2 separate regions of the Columba livia genome follow, and region 2 is linked to region 1. Evidence: chromatin contacts called from public Hi-C data. All regions are on one chromosome and are shown on one strand. Each heading gives the region's core, a stretch centred on a gene start, on an enhancer-like site or on the middle of the called end of the contact. The rest is flanking DNA. Distances are from core to core; before and after follow the strand shown.

Region 1 (6,328 bases), core at 2,617-5,116:
TTTAGCTGAAAGCAAGCGAAGGGCTCCTCGGGCACTCCATTTGTCCGCGGCCTTGGAGGGAGGTGCCTTTTTTTACTCCTGCCTGCTCCTTTTCACCGTTCAGAAAATGGTTGTTTCAGGAACTCTTGGGAACTTGCTTCCCATTTCAGTGCATCATCCCCTCGACTGCAACACTTGTCTGCTCCCAGCTTCAACCTCTTCTTCCCATTTCCAAAGTAATGAAGACACCGTCTTGCACTCAGGTCAATTCTCTATTTCCTGCAATGAGTTTCAAGACCTCAAATCCATCTCCTGCCTTTGTAACAGTTGCACGACAAAGATCCTGAAGAGATCATCTTCTGGGTAAGCACTTACTCCATTAGCTTTGTTTTAGTCACAGGTTGATAAAGTTTTAGTCTATCTAGTTCTGATCTCGCCAGAATTGTATTTAAATTCTTCTGACAGATTCTTGGCCTGCAGTTTGTTAACAGATCGTTGTTGAGGCAAGATGTTTGAAATTAGAGTGGTTTTGAACAGGAGAGACACATGGCGCATTTATTCTCCAGCTCAGTGATTATCCCTGCCTGGCTCCGCTCCTAACACAAGTTCACCTTGGGACGTTACGGGAGCTGCCGGCTACTTTGGGATCCAGGGACTCTGTTGGAATACGCACAGGACGCAGCCACAACCGGGGTTGGGGCGCCGCTGCAATATGTGCTTTCAGCTGCTGGATGATTTGCGTTGCCTCCGGCCAGCGCTAATGCAAAGCAGTCCTGTGCAGCGCTGGACGGTGCGGGCTCCGGAACACTCTCCCACGAGCTCTGCAGACAGACGTGGAGCGTAGGGGCTGTCAGTCGCCCCGTTGTCTGCACTTCATGCAGCAGAGACACCAGCGCAGCTGCTTACAGCACGAGAAAGTGTTGCTTGGGATTCTCCAGCTGCCCGTGGTTTCACACACACGTGCCGGGGTGACCTGTCACCTTTCACTGTGAACAGTCATAGGCACCAGTCCAACAGCCACAAGCTACTGGGCAGCACACTCCCGCCAGTGCTGTACTGGGATCCTCTCACCAGACAGAGCTGGGGACCAGCGCGGTGTGTGTGGCTGTCGGTGGCTGTCAGGGTTGGCCGTCTGTCCTTTGCAAACCTCCAACAAACAGGTGCTGAGTTATTCCACCAGACCGTGCTGGAACAATGGAAACCCTCTGTCCATCACTCCTTCCCGTTACACAAAACCAGTCCCGTCTCTAGAGGATCAAAGGCCTTGTCTGCTATGACTTTACTTTTTGCAACTCTAGTTCTAGAGAGCAGAAAATCGACTTGTGATTTACACTTGTTACCCTGAAGAAACAGCGTGTTTGTCTTTCACACTGCAAGAGCAGGTGCAAGCTGTGCAGACTGAAACTGTACTGCAGATTTTGTTAAATGTTCCAAGTTACCCAACATCTCTTTAAATAAGGTCAAGAATTTAAGGAGTCATTTGGCACTCACAGACAAAGCAGACACTGAATACAAACCTGGGAAACCAGGCATGGTGCAAATGCAGACACTAAAATACCTGGGAATATATACATTGCAGACACACACAGACTGTATAGACACAGGCTTCAGCTTGAACGCCCACCTGTTGGGAAAAACACGAACATTCCTCGTGTCCCAAGTAAGTTCTCAAAAATGTGTCTGGAATGCTATTTAACTTCCCTGTCAGATGCCTTGTAGGATGATAAACCTGGATTGCAGCTTTGTTAAGGCTAGAAACAGATTTCGGTACTGCTATAGAAAAATACAGGGGAAAGTTTGCATTCTTCAGGCTCCAGCACAGCTCATTGTCCCGGGTTGGGGAAGCGCCTCTCTGAATCTCAGCCAACCATTAATGGGCAATAGATGGAGCTAGTGGTGCACGAAGATGGATTTGAACTAGGGAAGAGATGCACTTGCACATCTGCAAAAGAGCCAGTCGCATACCTGGGAGGACGGGAAAAAACACTATATTACTAGAAGGTAAAACAATAATTGTAGGACATCTGCTTAGTTGTCAAGGACCAAGAGGGAAATAAAGCTGTTGTCCCCTCTAGCTAAAACCTGCTGTTTCTTTTTCCCCAGACTCCCAGCCACCAACTGCTCTACAGTTTGTATGCCAATCCAATTCTGACGCCTGTAATTCACCCCAGAGACTGTTTATTTTAACTTTATCAAGTGAAGAGAAAAACAACTGTGTTAGAACGAAAAAAAGAGCATCTGGCAGCAGGATATTCTTTCTCTCAGCCAGCTTCCCAGCCCAACCGGTGGACAAGAAAATGGGATTTTAGGTACCCAAGGGTTGAAAGAAAGAGGAGAACACAGAACGCAGGTTCTCTGTGTGCTTATCTTAAAGATGGTCATTTGTGGTCCGTTGGAATGAGTGCTCTCGGTACCTTGTGCTCCATCTCAAGCCAAGCAGTCAAGCCTCTTATGGGCCCTGCAGGACAGCAGCGGTGAAACCACACACAGGACACTGCCCGATGTGTCCTGTGCCAAAACGTGACCTCTGGAGCTCCCCGAGCTTCGCAGTGTGTCCCCAGGGGCGCCCGGCCCGCGTGGGACACAGCACCACGGCTCTCTGAGGTGACAGCAACTGACCGGACACAACTCATTTCAAATATCAGGCACCTTTCCCCTTCAGCAGCACAGGGACGCTGAGCACCGTCAGCACATGTCACCCGCTGCCAGGCGTCCGCAGCGAGGGCTCGGGAAGCTCAGGATCTCCTCTCCCAACAGGAGCTGATGGACTTTCCCGCTCCACAGCAGCTCGAGCGCCACGGTTGGCTCCGCGGCTCCTCCCGCCCAACGCTTGGGAAAAATAACATATTGCTTTTATTTTAAATCAACAAGATTTTTAATTTCAGGCACTTATACATCTAGAAAGCAAAACTGATACGTAACAGACTGAAAAAATCTCACTACACGTCTGCATTGCGTTCAAATGCATTCTTTACTGAGAAGCCGCCACAAATTCTTTTCTCTATGGATACACGAAGCTTTTCCTTTTAACATGTCAGTAAGATGGAGGAAAAGTTGTAACGGAGGAAACACTGAATTAGTTTCACTGATCTCCTTGACATCCAGCCGGACTCCCCTGATTTTGAGAAGGGGCGTTTATCTTCTTTATTTCACCATACGGCCATTACATTAACAGCACAGCGATTTTAGGTAGGTTTGCATTCTCTCGTGCAACTATAGGTTCTTTGTTAAGACCTAAACATAAAACTTGGGGATTTTTTCCCTTTTTGCCCTTCACCTATCATTTTGAGAGTCTCAAAGTGTCACAAAACCCATCCGACAAGCCCTGCAACCCAGTCCAAGCAGCATTACTGACGGTCAGAACGGGGAACACCAACGGCACAGGAGGAACGGGCGACCCCGGCGCACGCGGAGCGCTCGGAGCCCGGACCCGCGTCTGTCCGTCCCGTCTGTCCGTCCCGTCTGTCCGTCCCGTCTGTCCGTCCCGTCTGTCCGTCCCGTCTGTCCGTCCCGTCTGTCCGTCCCGTCTGTCCGTCCCGTCTGTCCGTCCCGTCTGTCCGTCCCGTCTGTCCGTCCCGTCTGTCCGTCCCGGCCGGGCCCCGGGACAGCGGCACGTTCGGACGCGCCGGCAGTGCCGCAGCGCGGGTAGCGGTGCGGGGCCCGTCCCGGTCCCCCCGCACCGTGGGTGTTTAACCGGGCACGGCGGCTGCTGCCCCGCGCGTCTGCCAAACCCTCCAGAACCCGCGGGTTCCGGTCAAAGCTGCCGGGACACGGGCGGATCCCGAGCGCGCAGCGCGGGCGCAGACCCGTCCCGCCCATCCCGCGGGAACCGCGGACGCTCCGCGGCAGAACCCAGCACTTCCGGTGCCGCCCCTGCCGCCATTTCGCGGGCAGCGGCCGGGCGGGGGCGTGGCCCGGCACAGGCCCCGCCCCGGTGCGCGCGCCGGCAGCTGACCCGGAAGTGCCCGCGGGCGGAGCGGGAAGATGGCGGCGGTATCGGTGCTGCGGGCGCCGAGCGGCGGCTTCAGCTTCGACAACTGCGCTCGGTGAGGGGCGGGCGGGCCGCGGGGCCGGGCGCGGGCGGGCCGCGGGGGCTGCGGCTGGGGGAGCCCCCGCCCGGGCCAACTTGTCGCGCTGTGTTGCAGGAACTCGCAGCTGGAGGCCGAGCTGGTCCCGAAGGGGCTGCGCCTGCCCGCGGCCCGCAAGACCGGCACCACCATCGCCGGCGTCGTGTTCAAGGTGAGGCGGGCGCGTCCCCCGGCGCTGCGGGCGGGAGGCCGGGCCGGGCCGCTGCCTCCAGCCGGGCGGGTGCGGAGGCTCCGGGCCGGAGAGGCCGCTCGGCCTGAAGCGCCGTCCGGGCCCCGCTGAGTCACCCGCGTGTCCCCGGGAGGATCCGCCCGGATGCCGAGGTTTGGGAATAACTGTTTCCGCAGGACGGCATCGTGCTCGGAGCGGACACGAGAGCGACCGAAGGCATGGTTGTTGCTGACAAGAACTGTTCGAAAATACACTTCATTTCCCCTAATATCTAGTAAGTAGTAAAGTTGTTTATTGCTCATTGGTAACAGCGATGGGATTTTTAGTGGTGCTCTTTGCTAAAAACAATTGTTAATGTGTACTTTAAAATTGTCATGTATTAGCAAGGCTTGTTCATTTTTGGTATTTCATTTGCACTTCAACAGACTGTCTTGTTTCATACTCTGAAAATATCGATGGTATTAGAACTTAATTTCCTCAATATTGTAATGGAAAAATTTCTGCTTGTTGGTTCAAGCATTAAGTCTCCCCTCTCTTCCCCACCTCTCCATCACTTACTTGTAACATTTTCCAGCTGTTGTGGTGCAGGAACAGCTGCCGATACTGAGATGACAACTCAGCTGATCTCTTCCAACCTGGAGCTCCATTCGCTGTCCACTGGACGACTCCCAAGAGTTGTCACAGCTAATCGGATGCTAAAACAAATGCTTTTCAGGTAACCGAGCGTGTTTCTTGTTTATTAACAATGTAGTTAAAACGACCAGATGAAGCTCCAGCGAAGGAGCGTCTTTCCTTGGTCTGCTCAGCTTTCGTAGTAACAGATTGAGAAGTTTAGGCAGCCAAGAGCATCTAATGGGGAAACACAGGAACGTGGGTTTTTTTGAAGTCCCTAAAGAAAAACTTAATTTTGGATACTGGAATTTAATTTAAGGCTTGAAAGCTACTCTGAATTCTCTCCGTATTGGTACAAAAGCATTGCCCGGTGTTTGTTTGTTCTTGACACTGAAACATCCCATATTTCGGTAAATTTTTTAACTTTCACTGTGTGTGAGCAGTAGTTTGTCTTTCTATTACGAAGATGTAGCTGGTACAATCGTGGCAAAATTCTCAAATGCATGTGCTGTGTGAAGAGCCACAGCTTGGGGGTGGACTCGCAGGCTCACGTGTGGCCGTTGCTCGTAGGTACCAGGGGTACATCGGTGCTGCCCTGGTGCTGGGGGGCGTCGATGTCACAGGCCCTCACCTCTACAGCATCTACCCCCACGGATCCACGGACAAGCTGCCCTACGTCACCATGGGTGAGTGGCACAGTATTGCAGTGCTGCCAAACGCTGAACGTCTTGGATGATTGTTCTAAGTGTTTGTACTCAAAATGCAGTGTTTGCTGGGAGCTGTGCAGACCTCACAGATAAAATCGTGCTCATATTTTCACGGCAGGTGCACTGCTGTTTAAACGCTTTAAAAACATGGACTATTGTACTAGTTAAGCTGCCAAAAATGTGGTATTAGGAAAATTGCTGTGTGCATTCTCCAGCATATTTTAAAGCAAGAGAATTGTGAGATTTCCAAAAACTTGCTGTAAAAAAAATCCGTGGAAGCTTGATTTGCAGAAAATACTAACTCGTGGTTCATATAAACTCTCATTTGGGTGATTTACTTTCTGCCTGAGGATTTTCCCTAGTTTCATTATGAAAAACATGCGCCTTGCTTCTTCCAGACTGTTGTATTTCTGTCTTTTTTGCTAAGTAGCAGCTGTATTTTACTCAAGAAGGTGCTTCATTGTAGTGAAGCAACAACTGCTTTACTTGTCCATATAATAGTTGGTTTAACCTGCTGTACGGAGCTGCTCAGTAGAGACGTTTAGTTCTGTCTGTCGCTGGGGTCAACTTGACGTTCGTAGCCCACCCTCAGGTTGTTAGGTGTTAGTACCCAGCTCTTCTGTCCGCGTAACGTTTTCTGTGGTAGGAATTTGAGCGCTATGTATACACAGTTCTGTGTACGTTGTGCTCAGTTTTGAACTGGGGAGGGTGACAATACTGAAAGCTGGGACCACAGATTGCTTGCATGCTTTTGACATATAGGTGCTGCCCTG
Region 2 (6,769 bases), core at 1,942-4,441, 300 kb after region 1:
CTGTAGTTGTGTTAGGCCGGATTTTAAGTAGGGAAGAATTTCTGGCACGTGTGGTGTCTGTACAGTCTCCAGAAACCTCTGTTGCGAGTAAGTACAGAAAACACGTGAGAAACAATGTATTTACTTGGCTGTATTGAGGCAGATTGTTATCTATGAATATTACGTAAATTACTAACAGCGACACCAGTGTGAGCATTTTATTTGTATCACCTTTTTCTAAATTCCTGATTTTTTGCCATTTACAGAGGGAATGTTTTTATCATCTTCTAAATAGTTAATTCACAGAAGTAGGTCATCTTCAACAGAAAGAACTGAATAATTACTGTGTGTGTGTAAAGGTGTTCGTAGTACTTAGTAGCTGTGTGTGTTTTGGTAACTGTGCGGGGAAATGAGACCCGGGTTTTGTGCTTCCCTGGCGCTGGCCGTGCGCTTTCTTCTGCTGACACCCAGTGGTCACACACAGCACGTAACCGGTTTGCTTTCACAGACCATCTTTGTTAAGCACCGAATTGCTGTAAGACTGAGTGCGGCTGAGCCGGCAGAGCGGCCTGGCCGCGCAGCCCGCCCGAAGGCAGCGGCTCGCAGGCTTTCCTCGCACGTTTTATTAAAAGCGTGATTAAATTGTTTGTGAGGACATTATGAAATCAGTGTCAAAATGAAAAAAACACTGAAAAGTATGACATTATTTTTAGCATCTTGTTACTGACTAATACTTTTCTGAGGGGATTTTTAAATAAGAAATTTGCCTTCAGCCCTGGAAGGACATGGCCAGTAACTTCCGCTGTTTGCAGGTGCCTTGAAAATAGTGTTCTGGTTTGTGATGTGTCCTACTAGAATGAACCCGTCTAGGTCTTGTCTGGGGGAAGTGTGGGACATTACACTTTCATAGGAAATGTGTAATTAAGAAAGTATCTCCTTTATTGTATTTCAACTTTTTATTGATAAAAGTGAAAAGCTGTCCCGCCTTCATCCAGGAGCGTGAAGACTTTTCTAGAGAATTGTTTTATCCCCTGTTCCCTTTCGGTGCTGCAGCCGTGGCTGTGCTGCTGTGTCCTCCCCTCCTGGGGACACCGGTGTCACCGCTGTGCTGCTGTGTCCTGCCCTCCTGGGGACACCGGTGTCACCGCTGTGCTGCCATCGCCCCGCGGGAACACGGCCGACCCGACCCGCACGGAACACCAGGGAACATGGGATGCTCCCCAGCTCTCTGAAGATCTTGCCCAGACTAACACTATAAATTCCTTTAGCAGTTCCAGATCTGTAAGATCCGAGCGGGACAGAAGTCAGAAAAGAAAAGAAGAAAAGTAGATGATGCGTGGTGCAGAGTGAAAAAGCAAATGCCAGTTGAATCCAAAAGGAATTTTTGTTGGAATGTGTGTGCAGTAACATAAAAAAGTGCACGTTACATACTGGTGCATAATTCATTTTGAAAAGGCTTTGTAGCATTCAATGCTTTATCTGCTATGAAGAATGATTGTTGCCATGGTGAATTATTTTTTTAAGTTATTCAGTGGAAGAGTAAATAGTTGGTTCCAAGTCCCAGTAATTGCCACGATCCAGTTACTTCCTCTACTCAGCCATCTTTTGTGGAGCTTTTTTTCCCCTTGCATGTATATTTTAAAGCTATACATTGCATGCAGAGAAGATCCTTCCCTTTCACCAGACTTGTCTCAATAAGTCAGGGTTTTAGGAGTGGTTGTCCATATGTAGTAAAAATGAAGAAGGAAGATCACTAATGTTACATGTATTAAAAACACCCAAGGTGTAGGTGAAACACTGAGTAGAAGCACATAAAATCAAGCACTTCCTTTACCTGCAGTTTTGTTGTGCTGCTTTTCAAGTGAGTGCTGGTGTATAATTAATATATATTTTTTTCCCCACCCATCTATACTTTTTTCCTGTTCAGTTGCTGTTAACTCTCAAATATATCCTGTATGGCCAGTGTAGTGGTGCCTGAATGATGGGGATTTCTGAGTCTCATCTCCACGACTTTACTAACAGGTGGGAGTAGCCAATGACAGTGACATTGGCAGCGTGTAAAACCTGATGTTTGTATGATAAAAGTGGAGATAAATTGACTTTCTGTATGTTTTGGAACTGGAACTTAAGATATTTTTTTTTTCCCTAGTATGAAGATTCTGCGTTTTGTGGTATTTGAAGTTAGTTTTTGACAATCCCTCTTAAAAACTGCCTGTAACTATTGTTCTGTTTTACCAATTACGGCAAGTGCTCTGGCAGACACAGCGCCCGGAATGCAGGCACCGACTGCCGAAGATCTGTTGGGGAAAGACAGTTTTGTTTGTTTGTTTTCTGTGCGGTTTGTGTTTTCATTTCAGTCCTGGTGGTGTTTTGTCTCTGAGCATTTCAGTTGCTACAGACAAGTTTCAGCTTTTGCTTTTGCCATTTTAAAACTTAAAAATGGCTGGTTTTCTAAGAAGCATTTACTGTTCTTCAAAATGCATTTAATATTCTACATCGAAGTCTGTTGAGATATACATATGTTAATGAAACTGAAAAGACATTCACTTTAATCTCTTATAGCAGTCTGTTATGTAGTAAATAGAACTGGTTTGTAATTTCCACACTCTTGTAAGATCCTGTGTTGTGCAATTCTGTACGCCACGCTAGGGGCAGGAAACTAAGATGCTGAAAGAAAGGTAGGAAGCAATAATATCTGAGAAAATCAGCGTGACGCTCTGCCGAAGATGGCATTGCTCCTGTAGAGGACGCAAACTGTCCTGTCCATCATGTGTAAAAGTAAAAGACTTACAAGCACAACAACAAAACCAAACCAAATACATGCCTCCCCGCCAAGGACAAAGACAAACCAGCATGGGAATGATTTGGACTTCAGCCTAGAAATATTGCCCAGAGCAGGGCCCGTGTGCTCTGTCCCTTGTAGGGCACCGACAGCAATAACACCAGAAGCGTGATGTTCCTTTGAACATGGTTTTTGGAGTGCTGATGTTCACAGGGCTGCTCTTGAGATTGTTGGTATTTACCTGCCCCATGCTGACATTTAAGTTTTTGTGGTATCGTAGTTGGCTGGAACCCGTGAGCAAGCGGAGGAGAAGCATCTCGTGTTCCATTGTGTAAATAACTTCGCAGGCTCTGCAGAAACTCCGTGTTCAGCCCTCAGACTGCACGGGGTCGGTCACTCGGTGTGGCTGCACAAGTTAAAGCAGCTTTGCTCAAAGGCCACTGTGCCCAGGGAAGGTTGTACGGCGCAGAGCAGCTCCGTGGTGCTTCAGCTTTATTGTGGAAGGACTTGTATATTCAGCTGATAAATTATTTGTCTCTGCCTTTCACACCTGATTCTCTGTGTTTTGTGCTATTTTATACACTTGTGTTTGTTTCTCCTCAATTTGTTTCAAGGCGCTGTTTGTGTGTTTTAGGCTGGCTTTTGCCTGTGTTTTTATTGGGTTTTCTCCTGATACTTTACTTCTAATTGAGAGTGCACAGCCTCAGCAAGCAATGAAGCAGTGTGCAAATGCCGCCATGCAGGAAAAGTTGAAGATATTTCCTGAGCTAATAAAGCGCAGGGGACTTAGAGTAGAACAATGAAGCAAGTGAACAAACAGCAAGCGTAAAATAACATGACCGATGAATTCAGCTTCTGTGTGAGGCACTCAGTGACTGTGTGGTTTTTAAATGAGCTGTGAATAAGTTGCATTCAGTATTAGGGAAAAAAAACCCAAAACAACACACCCTCCACAAAAATAAAGGGAGAGAGAGAAGGAAAAAAGCCAATCAAACGACCCCCAGAGCACAAACCGAAGCACAGGAACCCCCAGCCCAGGACCGTCCAGGCAGGGAACGAGCGCACTTTACCTTCTCACTAGACTGAGCAGCTGTACAATTGAACAGAAGTTCAGCTTACCCTGAAAAGAGATGGTAGAAGAGATTTGGTATTTGGATTTCTACAGTAGAATCCAGTAGCAGGCAAACTTGATGAATTAATGATAAAAATTAGAATATTTAATCAGGAACAAACTAATAGAGCTTCATAATAGATAAATCAAGCCACTTTGTTTTTTCAGCATGCTCATTATAGATTGTGTATGAATTGGAGCATACAATTTGTACCCTTATGGTACAAAAAGATTAAAGTGAAAGGCAGTAAATCAAAATTATTTGCGATGATTTGCATGGGTAGGTGATAGAGCTCATACAATGAAAGCTGGAAACGCTTAAGGCTTAAAGACGGCGCGAGACGTTTGTATGCGTGACGGAACCGCCAGCTCAGCGTGTTCCAGACCTGCTGCCTTTCCCAGTTGTCCTTTTCTTTGGAATCACATGGAGAAATCGTGATGCTGCGCTGGGGCTGAGCACGCCCCACGTGAGCGTCAGCGGTGTTCGCGGTGCTGGTGGCTCCAGGCAGGGCTCCTGGCGGCCCACCCGTGCTTAAGGCTTCTGGGAAGGGAAGACGTGGAAGGGACTGAGCCCCTTTTCTGCTGTGGCTTTTGCGTCTCAGCAGAGAACTGGGCAGCTTTGTTCACAATTGCGTTGCTTTTGGTGTGGGCAGAGCATTACTGACCAAAATGCCACATAAACAAAAACGTAACTTAGCACTGGGAACCACCTTTTTCTTCTTTCTTCTGGTTGGGGGGCACAAAAATATAAACTCTGCGAAGGGCTCTTCAAAACACGCTACTTCAGTCTAGTAAAACATCAAATGGAAAGACTCTGTCTTTTCTTATCTTTTGCTAATTTAATTCATTGTTTTCTGTTCCTTTCGTTCAGTGAGTAGCAGCTTTTGGCAATGACAGATATTCTATTGTGACTGAAATACGTGTTTTGTAAGTCGTAACTTTACTTGGTATTGAAATAAACCGCGTGTACAGCGTGTGCGATTTCTGCAGCACACAGCTGGAGGTATTCTGCTCAGAATTCCGATGGTTTCAAATGTCTCTTTCAAGTTTGAAAATGTGTTGTGCACTAGATACCATTATGATAATTGGAAGTTCAGCTTCTCTGTCTTGCTCTATTATTTTTTTGAATACAATTAACACATCACACACACTTCACCTGGTCTCTTCTCATTTACCTCTGACACTTCCTTGATATTTATTTAGACACATGTGGTGTCTTTGCTTTGAACTCAATAGTTGGTATATTCACTACATTTTTTTTCATAAACATTTTTCTTGTTTAGAGATATACAATTAGTTTGCATTGATAGAGAAAAGTCTACATACCAATGTCAATTTAAGTCTTTTACTTATTTGTTAGATGATCAGGACATAAATTTTATAAAGAGTGTAGAGAAAACTGTGATTACTCTCAAATCAAAATACCTGCTGAGAAGTTGCAGGAGCAGCTCATTTGATTAGAGTTCTCACAAGGGAACAGCACAGAGAAGATAGGTCTCTTCGACACGTCAGATTTTAGTGATACCACAGGAGAAAAGAATATTAAAATATCGTAATACTGCATTTCGTCTGCGGAAGTCAGGTTTGGAGCTGTGTTTTCTGGTTGGTTTTGGTTTTATTTTAGTTTTAGGAACACTCCTAAGGCTTGGAGGTTTAAAAAGGAATAAGCCGAAGCTTGATTATTCTGGGTAATTTCATTAATTTTAGCTGCAGTTTTGGAGTGAACTGAGGCTGTGATTTTTGTAGTTTCTTGTTCACTGTCCATTCCTATGACACCTCTTTTTCTGTAATATTTCAGTAACTGTATTACTGTTTGGAAAAGAATGGGAAGTGAGCTGTGCCCTCGATGGGCTTTTGTACACAGTGTGATTTTTGTTTTTACAAAAGTTGGTCTCCGAGTTCTCACCCGTTGCAGAGTCTCCGTCGTTCCTGCAGCACCTGCAGTTCCTGCAGCTGGTTACAGGCTGGACATGCACCCAGCGGGGAGGGTTCGGAAACGCTGCCCCAGCCAAGGCCGCCTGGTTGTGAGGAGCTGAGACGGGGTGACCGTGGGGTGAGTGCAGGGTGACCGTGGGGTGAGTGCGGGGTGAGTGCGGGGCTCCCGCAGCCCTCGCCACCCAGAGACCTTTGTGTGCAGCCGCGTTTTCCCGGTTGCTTAGGGAAGGGCACGATGCAGAAACCATCCCACAGGGCGTTTGTAAAGGAGACCTGGATCACAATAATGCACAAGGAAATCGGGGGGTTCTTTTGAGATACCTTTGACTGGGGCATCCACTTTTCAAAACGCACATTTAAAATTATCTCTCTATAAAACTGTTTGAAAAGGCGGGGAGGCGAGGGGGGGCGTGTGCGTGTGTTTTTTTTTAATGGAATCATTCTGTAATAAAATATTTCAAGTACTGGCTAAGCTGTAAAGCTTAGGGCTGATAAACAAAGCATCTGAAGCCAAATGGCCCCTTAGCTAACCCCAATTAAAATAAAGATTTCATTGCGCTCTGTCCTGACAGAGAGGGAACATATTGTTGCCTTTAAGGGAGTTTGGTTTAGTTAATGAAAGAATTTATTTCATTTTTTCAAATACAGAACCTAATTAAATAAGTTTCAACTTGACTTGTAGTTGAGGACATTTTAACTCCTTAAAGGTTACTTTTGTGTCCAAGTGGAGCTCTCTTTTGAATAATTTCTGATGCAGTATTTAGTTTTGTGCTTTATGCACTGAGAAATTTTCTAGCAGATCTCATATGAGTAACTGTCTGCCTGTTTTATATATACAGACATTTATGTCGCTGATTCTAAACATGTAAGACTTGTGATTGATGTGACTCTCTTCAAGCACCCTGTTTGGCTTTAGGTGTATCTCAGTGACTCAGAGCAGAGTCCACAAGTGCTGTGGAGAC

The links. A called contact is a pair of places that touch in the nucleus more often than the background predicts.
Region 2: a Hi-C map of crop shows a contact between it and region 1, with 3 times the contacts expected there. The contact joins the enhancer-like site here to the promoter of PSMB7 in region 1. A contact is called at or near these places in 2 of 2 Hi-C or Micro-C datasets (crop and liver).

The regions. Positions count from the first base shown.
Region 1 is chr19:1,174,692-1,181,019 of bColLiv1.pat.W.v2, forward strand. It overlaps PSMB7 (proteasome 20S subunit beta 7), which reads left to right and starts at 3,867. Exons shown (of 8, transcript XM_065035426.1): 1 at 3,867-4,025; 2 at 4,125-4,218; 3 at 4,413-4,510; 4 at 4,811-4,951; 5 at 5,419-5,534. The coding sequence starts at 3,964.
Region 2 is chr19:1,477,265-1,484,033 of bColLiv1.pat.W.v2, forward strand. The region is part of intron 12 of DENND1A (DENN domain containing 1A); the gene reads left to right. Among named protein-coding and RNA genes, the nearest start is that of DENND1A, 92 kb to the left of the region's middle. Within about 2 kb of position 3,192, at least 1 of the 3 cell types and tissues checked has an H3K27ac peak away from gene starts, as active enhancers do.